2 separate regions of the Mus musculus genome follow, and region 2 is linked to region 1. The links are chromatin contacts, called in public Hi-C maps. All regions are on one chromosome and are shown on one strand. The core of a region is the stretch at or near the end of the contact, and the rest is flanking DNA. Distances in the headings are between cores, read along the strand shown.

Region 1 (2,707 bases), core at 129-2,628:
CACCCAGCATTTCTTCTTCTGTCTACACTACCACCAAGGAACACATTCACACCTGAAGCACACCTTCTGAGGCAACAAACTGAAACCTGAAATTATTTCTTCACACCCCACACAAAAAAGTTCCTAACTGAAATGACTAAGGATGCACGGTTTCAACAATGTAGGACTAACCTAGTCCACAAATGAACCCTAAGTGAATCTCCATCACAAGATTTTCAAATCCCACAATAATCCCTACCCATGAAAATCACAGCAGGAGTTGGAGACATAGCTCAGAGGATTTGGGAGTGCCTGGTATCCAATCCAGCAAAAAACACAAACCCAGTACACCCAGCAGCAGTTGCTTATATGGCTCTAAATGAACTGCACCTGTGATTGTAATTATTCTCAATAGCCTTATCCTAACTGTGACCCTCCTAAAAGTAGCCGACTGATGTTTTTCCTACAAACAAGGTTAACAGACTGCATGGCTTTTAACTACAACCAAAAGGCTCTGGCAATAGTCTGTGTTTCTACAGCATTCTAAGAACAGTCCGTACCACTAGTTCATCCACTTTCAGCATTCAATACTGCAACATAAGTTGTCATAAACCATAAAGGCATAAAGTAAGCAGGAGAAATCGGTAATACCGTTCTCCTGAGTACCCTAAAAGTAGGCATATTATTTGCAGACCTGAGAAAAACCGCTAAATAACTACCTCCACAGAGAGATAGCTAAGAGATACCAGCTGTGGTGGCAGATCAGTACACCGCGCAGCCCTATCTGCAACTGTGTGACCTTCCACGTCACTGGATGGTATACATTTAACAACCCGTCGATAAGTTTCTCCTCCATAAGCAAGGCTCTGGACAGATGACAGGTGTAATAATAAAAGCAGAAATGCACGCAAAGCATTCACTGCGGGGCCCACGACGTGCAAATGCCTACTGCATGTTAGCTGTCAGTCTTATGAGAAAGCAGATGAGCAGGAAAAGTAACGGCTGCTAATGTCACCCGGTTCTCAACTTCGCCTACTCCCACAAAATTTTCAGGGAGGCCGGCTTGGGAGAAAGATGGAAAGGAATGGGGGTCCCTGCTCTGGGAAACCAAAGTCCGTGGCCCCAACATCCCCGACAGCCCAGGAGACAGGCCGGGAGGAAAGCGCAGAGCTGCGGAGGGCGAGGCTCACACGGGAGGCTTCCCACCGGCCGCTGCGCCCGAGTAGCTGTCCCCGTCCTCCCTGCGGGATCGGCCCCGGTCCTCGGTCTCCACCCACGGCCAGGCGCCCGTCCCGGAGGTTACCAGGCAGAAGCGGCAGGTGGTTTCCCATGTTGTGCGCAGCGTCCTGCTGATCTCCCTCGCCGGCCATGTCTGTTTACCCGCAAAGGAGCCTGGGAAAGGGCGGTGCCGGCACGCAGGGGGAGGGTCTGCGATACGCCGCCGCCACGCTCCCGGGCCACAGCGCCCCCTGGCGGCTCCAACGAGGCGAGCCGAGAGCGGCACAGCGGAGCCAAATGAAGAGGACCATCTTTAAGGAGGACAAGAAACCCAAAGTTATCCATGACCCACTGACCCCACACAAGTTACACAGCTCCCTTCTCAGCCACAAAGACGTTTTGACAGGTGGGAAACCCAAGTCTGTGTTTTTAGTGTCCACTTGGAGCAAACACGTCCTTATACAGCATCCTCTTTTGTCTGGAAGTATGGACTGTTCCAGGGGCCGTTGGAATATAGCAGATTTTTAAAACGATTTCAGTAGCCCTCGGATATAGCCCCAAATTAACATGTATCAGTATGAAGCAAAGATTTGCAAGGACAAAAAAGGCTGATAATCACCTGGAAAATAAAACTGTCAGTATATAAACTAGCCTAGTCATAATGGCTTCACTAAGAGAAAAATGGATCAATGTATGGTAAAAAACAATTACAACATGCTAAAAGAAAGAGAATTGTCTAGCACTGGAGTTGTGGATGGATTTTTTTTTTCCAATTTTAAGAGTGTATACAATATATTTCTAACACGTTTTCACTGAAGAAAAGAAAATAATGGAATGACAAACGATATCTAAAGAAGGAAGTAGTGGTAGTAGGCAGAGAATAAGAGGAAGGAAAAAAAAGTAAACTAATGAATCTGAGGTTTGAAGACATTTTTACCCCAAGAAAAAAATGCTGCATTAAAAAAAAATTCACAACCCAAAAACACGTTGGAATGGTAACTGGATCCGATAGGCGTTTCCTATGGTGACCAACACATAGGCCAGATTAGACCAGATTAAAAGTAGGTAAAGGCATAGTTATCAGGAGGCAGCTCTAAGGGGAGTTCGCTGGTCTCACAGGTGGAGGTCAGTGAAGTCAAACACCCAGGTTTAAGCAACGTGACTTTATAGAGTTTTGGTGAGGAGTGATTACTTGTTGGTTAGGAGATGGGGTTGTTGCCCATACCTGGTTAAAAACTGATCCCCTGGCAGCCACTCTTGGGTGGGTTCCAGGAAATGCTGACATGTTAGCCCGGAGTTTTCTCCAAGACAGAGGTGGAGTTTTCACTCCGCGGTTGGGGATCAGGGAAGGAGAGTAGACTGGGTTTCCCAGCTTGTACAGGGGAAGAGCAGGGGTTCAGCCTAACACTATCAATTCCATATCACTCAGCCTTCTGTCCCTGAGTCACTCTGGCCTTGGCCAAGTCACTTTTATATCCCCAGGACTCAGTTTACCCAATGTTAAAACCAG
Region 2 (2,707 bases), core at 60-2,559, 660 kb after region 1:
GTAGAAATTCAGATTGATGGGTATTAATTTTTAAAGGATTTAAAGTTAGAGTAATAGGAAGGTGGGGTTAAACATAGAAGAGATAGGGTTTAATATCATCAAAACGCACTTTGTAAAATTCTCAAAGAATCAATAATATTTTTTTAAAGATAGGCCATAGTAACCTGATCACACCTTTAGCCAGAAAGCCTTGTTGGATTCTGTGCTCATTACTGGACCCACCAGCATTAAAAAGGCAGGATCCTGAAACCCAGAAGGAGGTTTGTGTCTACAGTCTAATTTGAAAGTGATGAACTAGGAGGGGAACCAGAGCCAGGAGTCATGACTAAGATAGGCCACATGAGGCCAGATACAAACTATGTGAGGAAGGCTGGAGACATAGCCCAACAGTTAAGAGCAGTTATTTGTCTTGAAGAGGACTTGAGTTCAGCCATATTTGGCAGTTCATGGTTGCCTGTAACTCTAGTTTAGGGGATCTGATAGCCTCTTCAGTCATTGCAAATACTGTATGTGCTTGATGCACATACACTCAGGAGCATCCACCAAAAAACAAATAAAATAAAATAAAATAAAATAAAATAAAATAAAATAAAATAAAATAAAATTCAAAAGGGGGGAGAATATATAATATGGACTGTTTATTTGGCCATGTTATCCTTCTATTTTTAAATTTTTATTTATATCCATCAAATGAATGTCTATTTATTTAATTTATGTGTGTATGTGTGTGCCTGGATGGATTTACATTTACCACAAGAGTACAGGAGCCTGCAGAGGCCAGAGGGCATTGGGTCCTCCTGTAACTGGAGTTACAGGTAGGCATTAGCTTCATGAAGGAGGTTATGTGAACTAAATCCAGGTCTTTTGGATGAGCAGTAAGTACTCTTAGTGGCTGATATATCTCTCCAACTATTTTTAAAAGATGTTATAGGTCATTTCTAGTCATTAAAGATCTCCTTGGAAAATGCTATATTGAAACTTTGTAGACAAAAGGGTAAGGAGAATATCACATGGCTTGCCAAAGGAACTAGATGGCTTTGCAGATTTTCCACCCTCCTGAGGAAGCAAGTAACTCCTTCCCCTTCCCCTCAGTTACACCCTCATTTCCCTGCTTGGTATACAATACTCTTTTTAAATAGTACATGAAGGTTTTAAAGGATTAGAGAAGAAACTGTTCTTATCCATTTACCCCACCTGTCCCAGACTTTTATAGTTACATCTGTTATTTGTGTCTAGCATGGCTCATGCTTGATCGCAGACCAAGACATTTCTCAGGAGAAAGGAATTTTGGTTATGGTACACCTGCCACATGATATCTGTCAACATAGCTGTCTGATGAGAGTGCATAAGAGCCTTTACCAATGAGGAAACAGCTGTTCTAATCAGTAGTAAGCTGTTTGGAGACAATGGTTGTTGTCTCCAAACTACATATTTGTTGTCTCTAAAAAGCTTACTGCAGACACACACACACACACACACACACACACACACACACACACACACACAGACACACACACACACACATTCAAGCCTTCAGAAGTAGTTACTTCCTCTGAGACAAATAGAATATTTCATTCTGTGGCCCAGTTGGCAAAATTTGGCATTTGAATGCATAAGGATATGAACTCAAGCCCTAACATTGATAGCCACTGAGCGTTTAACTTCAGGCAAAGACTCTCTGTAACTTTCCTTTTAGAAAATAATTATAAAAGAAACACTGAACCCAGAAAGTTTTGTGAGCTTCAGAGTACTAACTGAGAAAACAAATGAAGGGATACTATATGTCTGGCCTATACTAACTGCACAGTATACATTAATATCTGTCCCAGTTTACTTCATTTAACTCAATAAAACAAGGCAGCAATGTGTATATTCAAGCATATTGTAAGTTATCTGATTGTACAGAAGTCAACTTATTTTTATATGTATTAAATCCAGTACTACTTCCCTTTGACCTCAAGATGTTTCAGATTAAGTTCTCTTAGAGAAAAAAATACTAAGATGTATTTAAGTTTTTTTTAAAGTCATTTCAATTAAACTAAAAATGTCAGGCAGACTAACTAAAACTAAAAATATTACCTGTACTATTAAAATGATGATACATGAATGATAGAATTTGAGAAAATATTCAGATGTATATAATGAACATCTCAAAGAGTGTCTAGAAAAAAAGATATGGAAGTCACAGGAAGCATATGTTGCTATTAACACATTTAGCAACAAAGCTGAACAAACATAGAACGGACAAGGGAAGTGCCTGCTCCCTCGGAAGCATACAAACACACTTTAACCAAGCTCTTTACAGAATCTAGGTGATGAGCGTGACAGGTCATTTGGTGTCAACTTGACTGGATTGGGGACAACAGGCAATTGAAATGTGGAAGCTCCCCTGCTACATCCACTCCAGTAGTGACTCTCATGACAGGCCTAGAAACCTGGATGGAGTCCCAAGGAGAAAAGTTCATGGAAATTTAGCCTCCTGGAACCGTGGCATCCCGTATAACGAACGTCTAAAACTTGTCCTTGCGAATGGATCTGTGTGCTTTCTCTCAATATTTTATTATAGGAGTCTTTAAGCAATGGCTTGCCAAATACCTAAGCAAAATTGAACTTTGCTTCCTGGCCTTCACCAATGCCCTAGGTAGTCCTTGAGCTGACCCTGGGCTTGGAATTCAGTAAGAAAGCCTATTCAGTGACATTCAGAATT

What was found. Hi-C and Micro-C count contacts between places; a contact is called where the count stands out from the background.
Region 2: a Hi-C map of myocytes shows a contact between it and region 1, with 4 times the contacts expected there. The contact joins the enhancer-like site here to the promoter of Crbn in region 1. A contact is called at or near these places in 1 of 39 promoter capture datasets (embryonic stem cells), 4 of 484 Hi-C or Micro-C datasets (the C2C12 cell line, cerebellar granule neurons, muscle stem cells and 1 more) and 1 of 115 datasets of contacts at active chromatin or transcription factors (craniofacial prominence).

The regions. Positions count from the first base shown.
Region 1 is chr6:106,798,709-106,801,415 of GRCm38.p6, forward strand. It overlaps Crbn (cereblon), which reads right to left and starts at 1,379. Exons shown (of 11, transcript NM_175357.3): 1 at 1,283-1,379. The coding sequence starts at 1,349.
Region 2 is chr6:107,458,117-107,460,823 of GRCm38.p6, forward strand. No RefSeq gene overlaps it. Among named protein-coding and RNA genes, the nearest start is that of Lrrn1, 70 kb to the right of the region's middle. Within about 2 kb of position 1,310, at least 4 of the 459 cell types and tissues checked have an H3K27ac peak or open chromatin away from gene starts, as enhancers often do. A contact at or near this core is called in muscle stem cells and myocytes, where this site is marked.